Linked DNA regions of Arachis hypogaea: region 2 is linked to region 1. A link is a contact called in public Hi-C data. All regions are on one chromosome and are shown on one strand. The core of a region is the stretch at or near the end of the contact, and the rest is flanking DNA. Distances in the headings are between cores, read along the strand shown.

Region 1 (6,771 bases), core at 2,137-4,636:
GTAACCCACCTCAGTGAGTTGCTTTGGTGGTGACAGAACGGAGGACCTTTATCCTGTTTTGAAGTCCTTTTGATTATTTTTGTATAGATCTCTCCCTTTTGTATTTATTTTTCCTAGAGGCTTACATTGAGAGGAAGTTTGTATAAGCTGTTTTAACTATCTAAACTCTGTATGTCTGTATATAACTAGTCGGCTTAAACTCTGCGAGCGGCGGCTAGATCTGTATATTATTATCTTTTGATATATTTATTTACATATTTCTTGATATCCGTATGTATATCTTGTCCTTCATTTAGGGTAGTTTCGTGAGTACGTTTTGCGCTTTTCGAATTCTATTTTTGAGCTTAATCCTTCATCGGGCTTCTAGAATATATGAATTCTTTCTATATAATATGTTTAAGCTTTAGAATTGTCATAACCTTTGATTAACCTTTGCTTTACGGCGCGAGGTAAGGCTTAAGGTAATTAGGGTGTTACACTTTTTCCTCAAATATTAATGCTGCTTCTAGCATGATCTCTGAGTCTATAGAATGTGGATCTGACGGTTTTGGATCCATGGCAACGGCTAGGGGTGCACATGGATCGGATAATACCTGCGGTATTTATCCACATTTGATCCGCATTTTATGGATATTATCCGATCCGCAGAGTCATTGGATTGGATCAGATCCAATCTGCACTCTGATAGGATTCGGTAGTGGATATTGCATTGATATCCGCAGATTCGCAGATCCGTACCTTTAATAAATAAAAAAATATATATAATTAGAAAATATAAATAGCATAGTTTCATATTTCAAAAAACCTAACCCAGAAGCCCTAACCCCTCTTAAATGGCACTGCTCTCTCCTCTCTCACATCCCATACTCGCCTCTCTACTTCTCTCAGAGCTCACTACCGACCTCATCCAATCACCGTTGTTCACCTCCGTCATCGGCATCTCCTCCATCGTTGCGTCCCCTCCATCCTCTCCTCAGACCACGTCTACTTCCTCATCCCCTTCATCGTGTCGTCGTCTCCTCCGTCGCATCATCGTCTCCTCGGTCGGCGCATTCGTTGTCTTTGTTCTTGTCGTTCCTCTTTTCTTCCTTGCTGCCTTGCCTCTTTGTTCGGTCTCCATTCGCTTTCCCTCATCTGTTTGTTAGCACTGTTAATCACTTAATCATCACCGTTGTTATGCTTCTGTCGCTGTTCAATCGCTAATCTACTTCTGATCGCTGTTCCAGTGCGGATCTGCTTCACCTTTTGCAATTCTATTTCTGCTTCACTTTTGCAGTTCTGGATCTGCTTCTGGTTATTTTTTGTGATTTAAATTCTATTATGGTCTGATTCTAGTTTAATTAGAAATTGTTAGCCTTATGGTTCATGTTGTAGTGAAATTATTTTTATTTTTGTTTTGAATTTTTAATTTTAAGAAATTTTTTTGAGTGGGATATCCGATATTCGATCCTATCCTATCCGCAAATGTGTGGAGAAGATTGGATCGGATCCAAGCCTAAAAAATTTGGATATTGTATCTAATCTGATCCTATGAGATTAGTGTGGATCCAATCGAGATTTCGCTCATATCTGATCCGATCCGTGTGCAACCCTAGCAACGGCTTGGTCTTCCTCCATAAGGGCAATTTTAGGCACTACTATATCTTTCCCCGTACTTTGTGGAGAGTTTGGTTGAGGAACATGGCTCATACCTGGGGTGTGGTGGAAACTGTTTATGATATTATTGTGTGTTAAGGGTTTTTGATTTCTAGATTTTGGGCTTTTGTTGGGATGGTGTAAGGGTCATGTGTTGTGTTGTGTTCTGGATTGGTCATTATTAGATTCATTGTGGGTCTTAAAAGTATTCTGGATAGGAGCTGATGGATTTACCAAACTTATTGGGCTTATTGGTCTCACTTGTGGGTTTTTCGATGATTAGGCTATGATATTGTTATGGCCTAGAAAGTTGCTGGGTGGGGTCGCATTAATAGGCTTAGTAGGATTTTTTTGGGGTTTTCTTTCTTGATCCTTTTGATTGCCTTTGGCGGGCAACCTCTGCATCCTTATGATTGGATTCGTTAGCATTTATGTCCTCCACAGATAAAGCTGCAAACCTCGTATCATCCACGTTCTCTGTATTCTTTTTCCAACTCTTCCCATTCATGCCTTTCACCCCATTACTCCCTGCTGCATCACCTCCTTTTGTTCTCTTGCCACATGGCTGTCGTTGTATCACCATCCACAATCCAAAGTGATCTTGTGAATTTTCTTTTCCTAATTTACCCTCCTTATTTCCATTAATGACCTCTTTGTCTTTTTGCGCACTTCGTCTTTATTGTTCATCTTCTCCTCCTCTCCCTTGACCGTTCGAGCCCCTACCGCTGCTTCACCCCCTTTCTCCTTTTCCACCATTATCTTTGCTGGGCACTTATCCTTCTCATGGCCGACTCTACCACACTCAAAACAGATGCATATAGCCCTTCATACTCCACTAGGTATCTTACTCCATTGATAGAATATTTAGAAATAAAAGGTTCTATAAGATCTAGCTCTACACACAACCATGCAAACTTTTTCTCTGCATTTATCAACTGTGTTAGAGTCCATCTTGAGCGTTCTTCTTACAACATTCCAATCCTTTCCAGTATCTCCTTCTCATAGTATTCAATTGATAATATGGGGAGCCTTACCCAAGCTGCCACCATATCTATAGTTGCCTCCATGGGGTTGAATTTTGGCTTCCAGAACCGGATTGAGAGATAATGGTAAAAAATCTTTCATGACCCCTCTGCCAGAACGTAAGCAAGATCCTTTTGGGAGTAGAACTTGACCATGAAATGCTTTCTTGTTTCTCCCACGTGCTCTCTAGCCTTCTAGTTAGAATTGGTAGAAAAATATTCCTTCCCATCAGCTAAAAGATTAAAGCGTGTCTCACCATGGATGTCTAAGGTTCTTCATAGCAGCCTCATTTATCTTTTGTTGTTGCTCTTCCATCCTCCTCCATCTTTTCACTGAAAGTTCTTCTGGTTACTCCTTCATTCACAGCTCCTCCTTCTTTTCTGAGAAGCCTTGCCCCTCCCCTGTTTTCCTTACCTTCTTAGCTATCTTCATGGGTCCTCTCCAGGCTCACCTTGTGGTTCGTGAGAACGGGAGTGTCCTCCACAGACATAACCACCCCTTATAATGGTTGATTCGAATCGACATTTGCTTAAGTGAACTAGTGAGCTAATCACTAGACCAACCTAACTTGGTTACTTGAATTTTCTTTTTTAATCATGGAAAGTGCCTCAGTGTTTTTTTTTTCTTTTTTGTTCATACATGCACACTCACACACTAACCTAGGAAGTAGGAACTACTTGTTTCATATTTTTACAAAACCTTTTGTTGGAAGCCCAATAAGAAGTTTGGGCTTGGCCCACAATGTTGATCGGCTTCGCTAGAATGGGATGAGGTTCGATGAGGCAGCTGCAGCAACACCGGATAACGATGAAACGGCATTGAAGGAGCACGACGACCAAAGTTACCAAACCGTTTTGAAGAAACTATAATCGGGAAGCCAATGCCATAACCATACTATCTGTAATGGCAACGACGACGCTGTTCACCCTCCATCTCTGTCGTTTTGGCCAAAGCTTCTCCAAAAAACTATTCTCTACGTCCCCTTCTTCTGACACTCTTCTGAACCCTCACCACGTCACGTTCCACCACAAATTACGCCGCCCAAACTCCTCCTCTGTCCCCGCTTTCTTCCGGCGCTTCTCAGCTGTCGCAGCTGCTTCCACTTCCGGAGGTACATACCACTGTTTCTTCTTCTTTTCCCCCAAATTTGGTGCTTCTTTGGTGTCAATGCTATTGAAAATTCGGTGTGTTTGGTTGTTTGAGGAATTTGCAGAGGCGAATTACGATGGAATTGGAACAGCTGATGAAAAATATGATGTGATTGTGGTTGGAGGAGGGCACGCAGGTTGTGAAGCCGCACTTGCCTCTGCGCGTTTGGGTGCAAGAACTCTTCTTCTTACTCTCAACATTGACCGTATTGCCTGGCAGGTTTACTTTCCACTATTAATATTGTCTTAGCTTCAATCAATAATTAATCTGTAATCAATGTTATAGTTGTTAACATATTCATGTTGCAATGTACTTAATTCAACTGGTACAACTTCGCCTTTTGACTTGCTGTACCTTATGCGTATTGTGTGTATTTGGTTAAGCGCATGGTGTATGATGTGTGCTTCTGGCTCTATGCCAAGATTTGACGAGTTGCTAACTGAGCTGAGTTTGCTGCAGCCTTGCAATCCAGCTGTTGGTGGACCTGCGAAGTCTCAATTGGTTCACGAAGTGGATGCGCTAGGTGGTGAAATAGGGAAGATTGCTGACAGGTAAAGTGTGAGACTTGTAAAAGTTCATTTCTAGTTCTTTACCATACTTTAATTCCCTCGATATTGTGAATGTAGATTGTCATGATCATTAGATGGTACCTGGCTTTACTTGCCTCATTTCCTTTCTGGGATTCCTTTAGACATTAGCTGCCATTTTTCTTTTGGTTATTTCAGTGAGGGTTGGTCCATTAAGTATTATTATTTATACTGGACAAAGATTAGGTGAAGATTTCCCAACTGCATTGCTAAAATATTTACTTTTTTAGCATATGATATGATAAGAACCCAATTTTCCAAATCCGAAATCCTGATCTTTTAATAAGATTGTTAAAGTTCTGCATTCCACCATTGTAGGTCATAATGAAAGGATGATAGGACATAATATAAAGATAATGAAAAAGTGGCAATGATAAGTTGCCGAGTCTGCTGGGAAGTTGCAAAATTCTCTTACCTATCTGATTTTGAAGTTATATGAGCTTAGAGGTAAGAGTGTTGACATCTTCATTGCTTTAAATAGGGTGGAGTAGTTTGGTCCATAAGGAGAGCATTACTCAGTTTGAATCTTGTATTATCTTTGTGCTTTACTTGTAGATCCTTGTGTCATTCTAATAATCTGCTGAAAATTCACAAGATTGTACCTCTTTCTTCAGTGACCACTATATATAAGATTAGAAGTTAGTAGATATAGTTTGTTTCTTTCACTTCTAGTTGATGCTTCCTTTTTCTGTTTTTTATATATTAGTATATAAGATATTTACTTTTGCTTTATGAGTAACTCTGCTATCTTTTATCTCTCAGTGATGGTTTTATAGTAAATTTCATTTGCATATATTCTAGTTTGAAGAGTTGGGGTTTTCTTCGCTCATACACATATTTGCTTGTGTTCAGATGTTACTTGCAGAAGCGGGTGCTTAATGTATCCAGAGGACCTGCAGTTCGTGCATTACGTGCTCAAACTGATAAAAGGGAATATGCCATGCAAATGAAAAGTGTAGTAGAAAGGTAAGTTCACATCCATATATTTTATTTTCTGTGTAGTCTGTCATTTCCTGTATCCATTTTTCCACACTGCTTTTGCCTGTGTTTAATGACAGTCAATCAGTGGTAGAGCATGAACCAAAGTTTCAAAGGGTTAAAAATTTTAAGTAAAGTTCTAACGTTGGATTTTCCTTTTTCAAAAAATATAATTATCTTAGTTATAATGCTTTAAAAATAAATCTATGCATAGCCGGTTACATATCATTTGAAAATTATAATTATTAGTAGCAACATTTCTCTAGCTCTATCAATCGTCCGTTTTTATAATTTTATAATCAAGTATGAAGATAACAACAATAATAAGGACAAGACATGTAAGGGTTCTACATGGTGATGCTTTCCAACTCCAGTAGCCAGTTGTGTTTTCTTTTACCTGCTCTATGCAAATGCTATTTTTAAGTTACTTCCTAGCTGATTTGTCTTTACTGTATCTTTTGCAGCACACCAAACCTTTCAATCAGAGAGGCTATGGTCACAGATATATTACTTGGGAAAAATGATAATGTGGAAGGTGTTTGTACATTTTTTGGGATGAAATTCTATGCTCCATCTGTTGTTCTCACAACAGGAACTTTTATGAGTGGCAAAATCTGGGTTGGTAGAACTTCCATGCCTGCAGGAAGAGCTGGCGAGTCTGCTTCTCATGGATTAACTGAGAACTTACAGCGTCTTGGTTTTGAAACTGATCGGCTGAAAACCGGAACCCCTGCCCGAGTGGACATTCGTACTGTAGATTTCTCAGGTTTAGAGCCTCAGCATGGAGACAAAGAGGTTTATCCATTTAATCCTATATTTATGTTCATTAGATTGAAGTTTTGGGTCAAATCAAGTGTTTCCTCTGCAATTAAAAAGAAAAAGAAAACCTCAGTTTATGTTCATAATTGGCAGGTCAGCTGGTTTAGTTTTGATCCTGATGTCCATATTGAAAGAGAACAGATGTGCTGCTACCTAACCCGTACTACAGGTAGAACTCACCAGATAATAAGAGATAACTTACATGAAACACCAACTTATGGAGGATGGGTTGAAGCTAAAGGACCAAGATATTGTCCTTCCATTGAAGATAAGGTATGTTTCAACAATACTAGTTGCTAAAAAACAGTTATTAACTTGTTTTCCTTATACCAGTATTATATTTACAGAGTTAGCGATGTTTAAATATGCGTTCCATATTATATTCTGATTTAATATATCGTTCATCTCTAGATTGTAAGGTTCCAAGATAAAGAGTCTCATCAAATATTTCTTGAACCAGAGGGTCGCAGTGTGCCTGAGCTCTATGTGCAGGTAAGATGGATATTTATTTTCTTATTTGTATTCTGAAAGATATTTGAGTAAAATAGTGTGTGGCAAAGATTAATGAATTAAATATTAA
Region 2 (6,630 bases), core at 3,165-5,664, 150 kb before region 1:
TGTGAACCACGCTCTGATGAACTCACTGGCACTTTGTGCATGCAAGATTGCAATGGAACGTTCCTGGGATCAAAGAGATCAGATAGAAGACATGTCATATAAATGAAGATAATCATTATGAATTTTCTTTTATTAATTGTTTCTTTCTCTCTCTTTTTTTATTCATTGAAAAGCTAATATATTTAGACAAAAGTGTAAGCAAATACATTAATTTTACAATTGACTCAAAAAGTAAGAGAGCCAGTTAATTTGAGAAGGATGGAGAGTGAACAAAGGAGTGAAGAACACTCTTCACGAAGCTAAAAGTGTTTTTCATTGGAAATTAATTTTTCATTTTAAATTCTTAAACCACTGAATCCAATAACTTCAAAATTTTTACCCCCACCCTAGGCTCCTTAAGATGTGCCCTTCGGAAACTTTTTAACCAAACACAATAATAATAATAATAATAATAATAATAATAATAATAATAATAATAATAATAATGTTTCATGAAGAAATACCATGCTGCATTTGGATCATCAGAATCTAGACACATAGGTGGCTCGTTATTAGATCGTTGCTCGTAACATTCATTAGAAGTTGGCTTTCTGTATGTTGCTATACCAACTCCATTAAGTTTATCCCTGGTAATGTTCACAACTTCCCAGCACATTGCTTTTATTAGCTTTTTCATTTCTACAAAGCAAATCATAAAATGTCAGTGTCGATATACCCCGACATTAAAATGCTTAACAGAGCCAGCAGTCTAGTTATCATCTACCTTTCCATATTTCAACATCTTCTGTCTTATTTTGATAAATAGGAGTAGCAGACCAAACAAAGAAACCACCAGGCCGCAATACTCTATTCAGCTCCAAGAGAAGTTTTCCACCTACAATTGTACAAATGGTAAGCTGCTAAAATAAAAAGCCACTTGCACATGAATCCGTGTTATATTATTACTATATAAAGAAGCTGTCTCACTAAATTCTCAAAGGATCAGGTCCAGACTGTTCAGTACAGAAAAGCTGCATAACAATTCAAGCTTGTATGAACATGCATTCATCTAAACACTATAAAACAGTGAAATACCTTCTATATGCCACGGAACTCTACATCGTGCACAATGGACTATATCAAATACTCTTCCAGGGTAGGGAAGCCTCACTGTACCCATCACGGCAGAAATGGCAGGAACTCCCCTCTCAAGTGCAAATTGTACCTGAGCTTCATGTTCATCTTTTGGTGCCAAAGACATTGTAAGTACGTCTCTCTCAAAGAGAAAGCCACCAAAGCTGGCAACACCACATCCAACATCTAATACCACCCGTGAGCGTCTGCCCCAAGCTATATCAGGTACAGACTGCATCACAATGTTCCTCAACAATGTCAATAAAATAAAATAGAGGAGATCACATTTCAAGTTAGTAAATCAGAAATCACATAACACACGCTCTGACAACCTTTTATCATACTCAACAAATAATATAACAAAGACTTCTGAGGGTAATTTTGAAATGATATCCTTTTATGGTGGATGACACATAGGATAAAATATTCTGAATATTTATCTGTAAAATCAATAATGAAATCACAAATACTTGAGCAAAGGTCACAAAACTCCATGTTAATTTTGCTTTGTTTGATTTGAAATTAAATTAGAAGAAGCAACTAGAGAACACAAGAATTATATAAAGAGATCAATCGAGATTCGGGAGCAGTGTATACAACATTTTTTCATGTAACAGGTAATATGGATTTCTGGAACTTGCAACAACATCCCATCCAGTTTTTTTCATATGAAACTTGTAAACATCAAAAGCAACCAATTTTACCTGTTGTATAGTGTCAATATAATGAAGTGCCCCATGCTTGAATTGGGTTCCACCACCCGGAAAGGTAAGGTACTCGCCTGTAACTTTCACCCAATTTTGATGGCCCTTATATTCAGCAAGCTTAGTGTGTGGAACGTTGTAATACCATATCTGCAAGAAAACAGCTCATTATTTTATTGAAGAATATCTTGTCAAACCAATAATGATACTTGCTTGCATTTATGTTGATGCATACCTTCTCTCTGCTTTTGGGCCATGTAATTGGGCGTCTATATCCTTCTGGAAGAGGGACAAGGCAGGTAGGAGGTTCTTCAGGACAGTGCCTTTCTCGGTGCTCATAATGTTTGGTACTTGGAAGTTTCCTGATTGCTTTCAAGTTGTCAAGGCATGGGATGTAGTCAGGGCCAGCAGTGGAATTGCATAATTTCCAGTTGTACACAGTGGATTGCTTGGAGGATGCTTGTGACTCCTTTTCATTCTTCGACTCTGCTGCCTGAGTTGAAAAAGACCCATTCTGAGTGGTATTTTCATTCAGAAGCTCTGACTGGGCCCCAGAAGCGTATACTTCAGTTGAAGTCTGCTTGTTGGCACTGTCATCTGTTTCCTTCTCATTGGAGCTTACATCTGATTCTTTATCACTTTGTTGCACCTTATCTTCTGTCTTGTTATCAGTTGTTTCACTTGAGTCATCAGATTTCTTTTCACTTCCATCTGAATCAGATTTATTTGCACTTTCATCTGAATCAGATTGCTTATTTTCATTCGATTCAGATTTTGTATCGCTCTCATCAGATTCAGATTTCTTCTCACTATCACCAGAACCAGGTTTCTCAGTTTCACCACTATCCTTGTTTTCTGTAGTTTGTGAGTTTGATTCAGTACTTTCTGTGGGGGAATCTTTGTCCTCGGTTTTCTTGTCTCCATCTTCTGTTTTAGATTCTTTAGAAGACTTTTCTTCAGACTTGTCCTCTGATTTTTCTTCCTGGTTTTCTTTCACGTCAGAGTTGTTTTCTGAGGTGACATTTGTGTCCCCCTTGGTTGCATCCTCAGGAAGATCACCCTGATTGTCTTCAAACTTCGGAGTGTTGCCACTATTGTTGTTGTCAGTCACCTGTTCTTTCGTGTCACTCTGTGCTTCTTTCATGTCAATCGTGCTGTCCTGAGCAGCATCGGTCTTGTTGTCCTGTGTAACATCGGCATTTTGTGCAGGAACTACAGAGGAGGATGTCATCATCCATACCCCAACCAGACATAGAGCCACAAACACAACAATTGTCACTGTCGAGCAGAAACTGGACGATGACTTTTTATTATTGTCTATTCTAGTATATCTTGCTTGAGCCATGTTTTAGCAGGGTCCAACAATTCACACGGATAGTTTAAACCTGGTCAAGAAATAAAACCAGAATTAAACACCAACCATGCTCATAATCTGATTAGTAATGGCAGAACTCAGTCGCCCACATCTACACAACTCAAATATAAATAAATCTAACGAAACACATACAGTTACACGGAAATTCCATGTGACAATAACTATTAAGAAAAATCAAATTACAGGATGCTAACAAATCTTTAAGTCAAATCGAATTGGAGGTTTAGCCATTGCCATAGATTAGTGATGATTTCAATTTCCTCTTTTCATTACATTAACATTTTTCAAGTTATGAAAGAACGAACACAAATATTGAACACAGTAGGAGATCTAATCAATTCACAAAAACCAAGAACAACCGGATCAGAAAGTTCCACGAACGGAAATGCCAATCTTGAACGATAAAGAGCGAAATTCAACAATAGAAGCTGTCAAACAGAGAGATGCATAAACTAAATGATTGCCGCGGATTGCTGAAGCGGTTGACAAAAATATCGAACGTATTGAACAGATTAGCAAGCAACAGCGTAAAGTCAAAGCGTAATCAAGAACACTCACTCAGATCTACGCTACCGGAAAGAAAAAAGAAAATAAAGAACTACGATAAAAGATAACGTAATCACCCTTTCACGGAACAATGCAATCACAAAGAAATATGACAACGAAATATAAGAAAACCGCCACAGTGAGCTCAGAAACGAGAGAACAAGCAAAATAAAATCAATAAATTATATAGATATTGAATCGGTAACACAAAACAGCGACGTGTAAAGGAATAATAAAGAAAGAAATAAAAGGGAGAACGATATGTAAGGATGACAAGGAGAATAGATTGAAGGGAGTGCAGTACCTATGGATATTCGGAATGGAGCAGATCTGAGAAGGAGGAGGAGGAAGAAGATTAGAGTGGTTATCTTGTATCCATGTCCATGGCGTTGGCGTTGGCGTTGGCGTTGTGTTGTGCTGGTTTTCACGGGGAAGAAAGAGGGAGATTTGAGTGTAAGGGGAGAAAAGCAAGAGGGTGGGGTGTAATATATGATGGAAAATGATGGAGCCAATTGGGTTGCTATCAGTTATCAATTCAATGTCTTTTGCGTTTGTCCTTCTTTTTCATTTTTTGGACTGAAATAAAAACAAACAAAACTAAAATGTGATCATGTGATATAATATATAAAAAATAAAAATGGGTTTAAAAAAAATAATAATAAGTAGTTTTATTTACAACGAAAAAACAGAGAACAGAAGCGAGTAGGAATAGGAGAGTGTTGGCCACATGAAAGGCGGTGAAACGGGTGCTGATTAATGATTAACGTGCGCCCTAAACGCAAGCAGCAGTAATAATAATCCCCCGCCTAAATCACCTCTCAAAATAAGCCAATTAACACCCTTATCAATTATCATGGTCGTTCGGCGTTCCCTCTTCCTTTCTTAGTTCTTACTAATGCTACGATTAATTAATTGTTTGTGTATTATTGTATCTTCCTCCGTTAAAATTGCATTCAGAGTTGTTTTTTTAAATATTCCACTTTGCATGAGAATTTCTATACTTGGATCGTCCTCGACATGTAAACATAGTAGTCTAGAACCATAAATGAACATGTTAAGGAAAATTTTATGGTGCTGAAATGAGAAATGTTTCCCGCTGCTGAATTTACGTATCAAGTTTGGAGAGTTAATGTGTCTCATGTGAATGAAAGTAAAAGAGCAAAGTTATTATTTGTGACACGACAAGCAGAGTTGGATCTCACTAATATCAGTTTAAAACTTTAAATTTGACAAAGTTCTAACTAATAATTTAATAATGTATAATTTGCATTAATATATATTGTAATGATTTATATTATTTTAAGAGTAAACTATTATTTCTACCGATGTCAGAAATGGATCTAGAGGAGGATGAGTAGTAATCTCGCTCCCCTTAATTTTAAGGAACTTTACTTATATATATGAGATATATGTTTAAAGAAATAAAAAATATTATATAATTAGTAGTTTTATATGTATTATTTTTTATTATGTAATGGATTTATCTCTCAATTATTTAGTTTACTAATATTTTTACTTACCTAATTTAATATCATACCCTCAAACTTTTGTACTTTTTAAATTAGTTTTTATCAAAAGTGCTATTTGTATATCAAAATCAGTCACCATTATATTTATGGTTTAATTTATTTTCAATGTATATTTATATTCTAACATATATTTTATACTAGTGGCTGACTTTAATGACTGATTTTTGTATACACGTAGCATAGTTAAAAATTTTTATAATTATCTCTATATCTATTTTTTAAAAAAATCATTTATTTTTTAATATTAACATATTTAACATTTATATTATTATATAAAATATTAATAATGACTTACGTAGTTATATTTTGATAATCACATTGTGTATTTTAGATATTCTTTTCTTATTAAAAAAACTCTTTTTTTTAATTTATGTTGTTAAAAAATCTTTTATAAAGATATTCTATAAGGTGCTATGTCTTTCATATAATTAATAGTTTATAATTTGTTTATAAATTTTTTAAAAATTTTAAACGAATTAATTTTAATTAATAAGATATGTAATAATTTTTTAACTAAATACGTTATAAATTATTGATATTTTATAATTTTATAATATACTATTGATATTGTTATGTTTCTTTTATATAACTGTCATTCTAAAAAAATTGTGGAAAAATTTATAATTTTTAATATATATAGTGATAAACCTTTTAAAAAATTAACTCAATAACTATATATTATGTTTAAATTCCTTTTATGGAATGAAAAAATATAATAAAAAATAATTAAAAACTTGTCTAAAATTCGACTCCTCTATATTAAAATTCTAAGATTTCTCTGTCCACGAAAATTTTAAATGCTGACAAATCTACTCACAAAACAATGAAATTTAAGTTGTATCCAATAAACATAGGTTCCGTATGACAAAATTATCTAAACTCTAAAAACTACCCAAAAATCTCAAATTACCCTTCTTAGACTAACTTAATCCATCCTAATCCCTAATCCCTCACCACTAAATTCTTCTTTTCCAATTCTTATCCACATCTACCACAACTGCTAGTACCACCTTCACTCCAACCACCATCCCGTCGCCTCCTTCTTTTTACCATTACCATCCTCCCAACAAACAACTAAATTCAGAGGTCAAAAGCTAGATAGATCTATGCATCACTATGAACCATAACCAAATACTAGTCACTGCCACCATTCCCAAAACCACAGTAATTGCTATTATCATAAATGCAACTTACATCACTACTGTTTCTGTTGTATCCACCTTGACAACGACCACTACCATTAGTGAGGACAGTGCCTCCAGCGGCGAACTTCGTCGACGGTGACAGCAGACGCGATAGTGACGGAACGGTTCCTCTTCCATTGCAACTCTCCTCTTTCTCTCTGACTAACCTGAGCTCTCCC

Evidence for each region. A called contact is a pair of places that touch in the nucleus more often than the background predicts.
Region 2: a Hi-C map of leaf shows a contact between it and region 1, with 2.1 times the contacts expected there. The contact joins the promoter of LOC112733060 here to the promoter of LOC112733059 in region 1. A contact is called at or near these places in 2 of 8 Hi-C or Micro-C datasets (both in leaf).

Annotation. Positions count from the first base shown.
Region 1 is chr13:122,287,015-122,293,785 of arahy.Tifrunner.gnm2.J5K5, reverse strand. It overlaps LOC112733059, which reads left to right and starts at 3,386. Exons shown (of 14, transcript XM_025781920.3): 1 at 3,386-3,769; 2 at 3,872-4,026; 3 at 4,267-4,358; 4 at 5,247-5,360; 5 at 5,837-6,167; 6 at 6,285-6,464; 7 at 6,603-6,683. The coding sequence starts at 3,562.
Region 2 is chr13:122,441,141-122,447,770 of arahy.Tifrunner.gnm2.J5K5, reverse strand. It overlaps LOC112733060 (probable methyltransferase PMT26), which reads right to left and starts at 4,414. Exons shown (of 9, transcript XM_025781921.3): 1 at 4,043-4,414; 2 at 2,053-3,202; 3 at 1,818-1,967; 4 at 1,075-1,345; 5 at 764-874; 6 at 504-678; 7 at 1-63. The coding sequence starts at 3,162.